Regions from separate parts of the Mus musculus genome. Here region 2 is linked to region 1. Evidence: chromatin contacts called from public Hi-C data. All regions are on one chromosome and are shown on one strand. The core of a region is the stretch at or near the end of the contact, and the rest is flanking DNA. Distances in the headings are between cores, read along the strand shown.

Region 1 (3,060 bases), core at 90-2,589:
ACAACGTCCTCTGTTCTCATAGAATTGTCGCTTTCCTAATCATGGTGCATAAGGTCACCAAGCTCTCTACTCAGCATTTGTAATTCTGAGAAAACTACAGGTGCTCATTCCAACTTACGCATGGCTGGAACCCCAAACACCTCCTTCTTTCCTCTTATGAATAATGTGTGTTCTCCTTCTTAAGGTCATTCTTTTACTTAAGATTTTGAGAGCTCTAAGACACTCACTGGCTCCAGAGGTTATCTCTCCATTTTCTCTTTCCAAGACTGGGCTAAGAAGCTCTACTGACAGCATTTCATGAAGGAACAATTTCTGCACAGGAGGCTGTGCCGTTTTTCCTTGTGTCACTGTGTCTCAGACAATGGCATTTCACAGATACAAGCCGAGTCTCTTCACTGTGGAAGGGTTCTGAATCCAACACAGCAAAGCTACAATCTGTGCTGAAAGTGATTAAAATACTGCCCAACCCCTCTGTGAAGTTGAAAAAGACAGAGCAGGCTCAAGAGAAGCTCACAAAATCAGTTTACAATCCTCCTTTTGTGTCCTTGTTTCTCTATCTTAGATGCCCAGTGGCCTCAGAAACTCTTTACTCTGCTACTGAAGCACTCTTAGAACAAGTCTCTAAAATTATTTACAGTGCCCATACATAAAGCCATCTCTGACTCAAGAGTGTTTCCTCCCACAATGCCATGCTGAAATCAGATTATTCATGTATAAACTGACAGAGCTTATTGGGGCCTAAAGGCCAAAGCATTCTTCTAAGAATTGAAAACAACTGTAAGAACAGAGGTTGTTCTATGGTTGATACTAACAATAAAATCAATAAATAATTCAAAACACATTATCTAAAGTAATCCAAGGACATTAGGAAGAAATTCCAGAAACAGGTCCAAACCCACAATTTGATATAACCCTTTGAACGAGACAGCTTGAAACAATTACTTGAAACTAAAATATATACCAAAGAAGGCAAATTAGCTTATTTATATATAGTAAATTAAATTATATATAATATATTTTGAAGGCACAGAAAAGCTCCCATCCCTTAGCTGTATTTTTAACATGTTCAAGTAGTTATAAGCGGCTAGGAAACACCTTTAACAGTGTTCAACATCCTCAGCCATGAGGGAAATGCAGATTAAGTCCACCTTCAGAATCCACCTCACAACTCTCAGAATGGCCATAGTCATCAGGGGATCAACTAACCAAATGCTGGCACAGATGTGGGGACGAGGAGCGCGCTGGTGGGAGTGGGAGCTACAGGAACAGACATGTGGCATGTCAGGTGCTGGCTGTCCCGCTCAAGGGCACACCTGAAGGTCTCCATGTCCTGCTATAAGACACTTGCCATCTCCCTCTACTGCCCACAGGAAAAGGTGGCAGCGGGCTGAGGTGAGCAGGCAGTGGGTGAGAGCATTAAGTGGTCTTGCAGAGGGATGGAGTTCAGTCCCAGCATCCAGCCAAGCAGCTTACAAGGACCTGTAACTCCAGCTCCTGGAAACCTGATACCCTTTTCTGGACTCTGTGGATACATACATGATCACAAGCAAAACACACACACACACATACACACACACACACACACACATTACAGACACACAGACACACACATACACACACACACACACACATTACAGATACACAGACACACACATACAGACACACACACACATAGACACACACACAGACACACACACACATTAAACCTTAGAAAGAGGGAATGGGTTATTACTCCTGTAAGGAAGAAGGAAACCATGAACTTGGTCCCAGCAATGGAGTGAGCTCACTCAGGTCTAGAAAGACAAAGTCTGCATGATCCCTCTCGCATGGTGACTGTAGCTTCAAGTCTTCCTTTGTGAGCTAACTGTGAGCACAGTGGAAACCAGGAAACCAGGAAGGAGCTCTCAGGAGGGGGACTGAACCTAAGACCATAAGGGAGAGGATGTGGTAGTTCTGTGCCATTGATTCCGCACCACCTCACCTCCGACTCCCAAGGGCAAGTGGGGTCGGGCAGTGGGCGGTCCACGGCACAGGTGGCAGGTTCCTGCAAATGTTTTCCGCTCACAAGCATGCCAGCAGCAGGATGAGGGACTCAGAACCCCATGGAGGCACACTTGGATACAGTGCATTTGGGCACTGCATGAGTCGGACCAACAAGGCAATGGCGGTCCTTGAGCTCAGCGTCTGACGTCAGGAGAAGCCTTCACTGATCCTCTCTTAGAGACAGAGGCTGAGCTGCATGTCAACTGACACTTAATACCAGCTGCTACCATGACAAAGTCCTGGAGGAAGCCACGCTCCTTCCATCGAATGGGGGCAGGGCAGAAAAGCCTGTCGTGTTTCCATGGAGACCCACTTTCTTGGCAGTTCAACTATGTAAGACACACATTTTTACCACGTGTCAACTTTCGACAAGCCAGTGTCAGGTCAGCCGACCCCTCCCTTCCACACTGAGTAATGCTGCCGTTCCACCTCACCACAGGAACGCAATGCTCTGGGGACAGGGAGGTACTGAGCTCCTTCACAGTACCACAGAGCCCTCTCACTGGGTTTCCTTCTGAGGAAACTGGAAGCGTGATGACAAAGCCAGGAGAGCCAGCTGTGTTTTCACGCCTGAGGTAACTCGCTGGTGGCTTTCATGTAGTCATTATGACCAAAAGTTACCTAGTCTCTGGAGTGTCAAGGTTTGACTATGGCTAATTTTCAAAGAAATATGAAGAAAAAAGCTTTCATAGCAAAGCTATACAAGATGAATTTCAGTCATTTCTGTAATATAGAAAATATGAATTATAGTGTGCACACTAAACAGAAAATCATAATCAACTTCCCTTATTTTTAGAGTAAGTTAGAGCTTTCCCTTCAGTTAGGTGTGATTTAAATCTATATATCATGTTTATGCAGCATAGCTACAGCAGTTACAACTCCAGGCCTCACACACTCCTCACAGGCTGGAAGTACACGTGCAGGAAACTGCTGAGAGACGGGCGGTATGTGCTATTCCCAACACATGCTCCGGTCCCACGCCACTCTAAATGTTCACACTCTGAATGCACACATATT
Region 2 (3,018 bases), core at 371-2,870, 730 kb before region 1:
GTAGACCAGCAAGACAGAGGCCTGCTGAACTTTCTGTTTTGAAATCAATGTCTACTGGACTTTCTTCTTGCTAAGAGAACTCAGTCTTTGTTCTCTTGGGCTTCAAATTGACTGGATACAGGCAGTCAACAGTATATAGAGTGTGGTCTAATTTACTCAAAGCCTATCAATTTAATACTAATTTTATCTAAAAACCATATGAACAAAAGCTAAAGAACATCCAGAATAGCATTTGGCCAAAACCCTCGCACTGTGATTTACTCAAACTAACCCCTGAGATGAATTGTCACAGCCCACAGTTCTTACATTGAGTCATGGGATTTGAATGTCCATTGCACATTCTCCTTGGTTTATATAAAGTCACAATTTCATTTGTAAATGAGAAAATAGGCTACACTAGACAATTCTCAAGTCACATGTTCAAAGTGTCAGGGGTGAGTTTTGAACCTGCCTCCAGAGCATCAGTTAAGGCTGGGTGGAAGATAGAGAGGTGGGGAGGAGGTAGGAGAGAGCTTACAAAGGCTAGCACCTTAGTCTGAAGTCTGGATGTTTTTTAACTAAGGGTTCAGCTGCCTGTCACTCTTCCCTGTGGGTCTGTCTTACTTGCTTGTGTTGAACTTCTGAGCCCCGTGGATCTTATATGCAGGAGTGCATTTTGTGGTGCCATTAGGAGCTATGGTGAAGACCATAGCTGGGTCAACTATGCAACTCTCCCTCTGTCCTTTCATAGTCCGGCAGAAATCACAGCTACCACGCCATTCCTGCCCTGCTGCTGATGAACTGACCTCCTGTGTCTCTCCCTATAGTTTTCAAAACCAATGGTGCTATTTTTCGTTATTTAAGTTCTGTTTAAAAAGCAGGGTGATTGTTAACTGTGTTCTTTTCCAGGTTGTACCAACGCATTGGCCCCGAATTCCCTGAATTATTTGTCAGATGGGACAGCATTTTAGAGTGAAAATATCAGTTTTCCTAAATTAGAGAGTTGGTAGGAAATGGCAGTCCGGCTTCTTGATTTTAAACTAGGTTGAGATTGATATCCTTTGGCAGGAATCTACTGAGGATCAAAGTGAAGCAGATTCTTAGGTGATAAGCTCTGAGCCAAAGGGCCCTAATGCTTACTATTGAAGGCCTGGTACCTCAGAGGGGCAAGTCTGTGCATCTTTGATATTCCTGGGAGCCAAACGAACACCAGCTGGCTTGACTGCCTTCAGTACCCCACAACTTTCTTGTTTTCCAGCGATTGGACTGTGGCCAATCTGCTGTCCAAACCAGGGTGAACCTTCCAATTCTCCTTTTCATTAAATAAGGTGCTCTGAGCCTGTTGTTGCTCTCCCCGGTTAGAGTCCAGGGATGGAGTCGCCTGACAGTGGCTGCTGTGCTTGTATAAAGTGCTGTGGCCTTTACAGGCAGGCAGACTTCACAGCATCAGTAATATCCACCATCGGATCTGCCTTAGCATATTCCTGCCACTGGGAAGCATTTATTTCTTTCATTCTTTCTTTATTTTTTTGCTTGTAGCATGGAAGAAAGCATCTTAAATTCTGTAGGCTACATAATTGTGCCCACGAGCCTTCTCTTGCAATGTGTCCTGCCCCCATAACCGTTTTTCTCTGTAAGTGAAGTTAACTATGCAGAAAGCCAATTAGGAGAATTCGCTTAGGATTCTTTCCCTAACTGTCTCTTACAGTGCATTTGGCATTACTGCCAGACAAAGATGTTCAAAATATAGCAAAATGGTCTGTATCGGCCCTTCTACTTTCTACCTTCATGTGTTAGTTGCAAATACCAGTTTTCTATATGTAAAGATGGCACCAGGGATTTGTTTGATTTGCCTCCTTAGCAGTGGTGGGAAATATTTGCACACTTTTTATAATAATTAATGATTATCCACAGATATTTGTTTATTTTTGGTAGGTTTGTATAAACAGTATAACGTTTACTGAATAATTCTGCTGTCTATGGCATCCACCATTTTCAGTAGAGAACAGCCAATAAATGAAGCACAAAGAAACTAAGTAGCTCACTGATGTCACAGAGCTGCCTTCTGTTGCTCATTCCAGATAGACCTCCTCTTCACCAGGCTGGCTTTGTTGTTCTCAGATGATCATAATCTTAGCGGCAGCTTCCTGAGTGCCTCTCTGTGCCAAGTGCTCTGCTAAGTGCCTCAAGTGGAATGAAAGTCATAGCCAGCACTTTCTTGCCAGTGGATCAATCTTATTTACAAATGAGTAAGCACAGGGTCAAAAAATTAAGTAACTTACTCAAGGTTGGGTAACAGCATGAGGGTTCTGGGAAGTGTGACTTTTTTTTTTCCATATTTCAAATCTAGTATCTAGTTGAAAATGAAATCTTGAGAAATTGTCTGGCTGACAGAGGCCATCTTTCAGCTACCAGTGATAGGGGAAGATTAACTCCATCTCCAGCACTGCAGACCATGATGGCTTGCATCCTGTTGGCAGTGTCTAATAGACATCCAAGATCCTAGTGCAAAGAAAATGTAGCTGTTAGATTCCCAATCCTCCATATATGATGGGAAAATGTAGCTGTTAGAGTCCCTGCCCTCCAATTCATGATGGGGCAGAAGCTGACAGGGGAAACTTCCTGCCAACCAGTGATTCTCAAATGGCTGGTAATCCTGAGAGAGAAGCTGGCATTTTGAATGAGACCCTTGTGAACCTGACCGTTGAATGTTCCGACTGAGGTGTGCTGTGTGTGTGTGGGGGGGGGGGGAGGCAGGGGATGAACAGCCATACAGCTTCCTCTCTTGAAGGATTACTTGTTCATGAATTCTGGGAAGAAGACTGAAAATGGAGTGGGTTTTTGCCCCCCTGGTGATGAGCTGTTTCTGCTATGGAATATTGATGAGAAATTCATCAGGCAGACAGATGCCCAGAGAGCCATTTCCAGATGTGTTCCTGTTTATAGTCACTCTGTGGACATGCAATCATCCAATGCCTCCCTCATCAAGGCGCTATGTAGTGAGCACGGGAGCTTTTGCCTTTGTTTCTGTCTCTACAA

Evidence for each region. Hi-C and Micro-C count contacts between places; a contact is called where the count stands out from the background.
Region 2: a contact with region 1 is called in a Hi-C map of the N1E-115 cell line, with 4 times the contacts expected there. The contact joins two enhancer-like sites. A contact is called at or near these places in 2 of 15 datasets of contacts at CTCF or cohesin (the NIH/3T3 cell line and pro-B cells), 15 of 484 Hi-C or Micro-C datasets (the C2C12 cell line, CD8 T cells, the G1E-ER4 cell line and 10 more), 4 of 115 datasets of contacts at active chromatin or transcription factors (T-cell acute lymphoblastic leukemia, bone marrow-derived dendritic cells, embryonic basal ganglia and 1 more) and 1 of 9 other capture datasets (embryonic stem cells).

Annotation. Positions count from the first base shown.
Region 1 is chr3:152,758,105-152,761,164 of GRCm38.p6, reverse strand. The region is part of intron 9 of Pigk (phosphatidylinositol glycan anchor biosynthesis, class K); the gene reads right to left. Among named protein-coding and RNA genes, the nearest start is that of Gm40181, 3.5 kb to the right of the region's middle. Within about 2 kb of position 1,339, at least 11 of the 459 cell types and tissues checked have an H3K27ac peak or open chromatin away from gene starts, as enhancers often do. A contact at or near this core is called in the N1E-115 cell line, where this site is marked.
Region 2 is chr3:153,492,318-153,495,335 of GRCm38.p6, reverse strand. All of the region lies in intron 2 of St6galnac3 (ST6 (alpha-N-acetyl-neuraminyl-2,3-beta-galactosyl-1,3)-N-acetylgalactosaminide alpha-2,6-sialyltransferase 3), which reads left to right. Among named protein-coding and RNA genes, the nearest start is that of Gm46831, 15 kb to the left of the region's middle. Within about 2 kb of position 1,620, at least 15 of the 459 cell types and tissues checked have an H3K27ac peak or open chromatin away from gene starts, as enhancers often do. A contact at or near this core is called in the N1E-115 cell line, where this site is marked.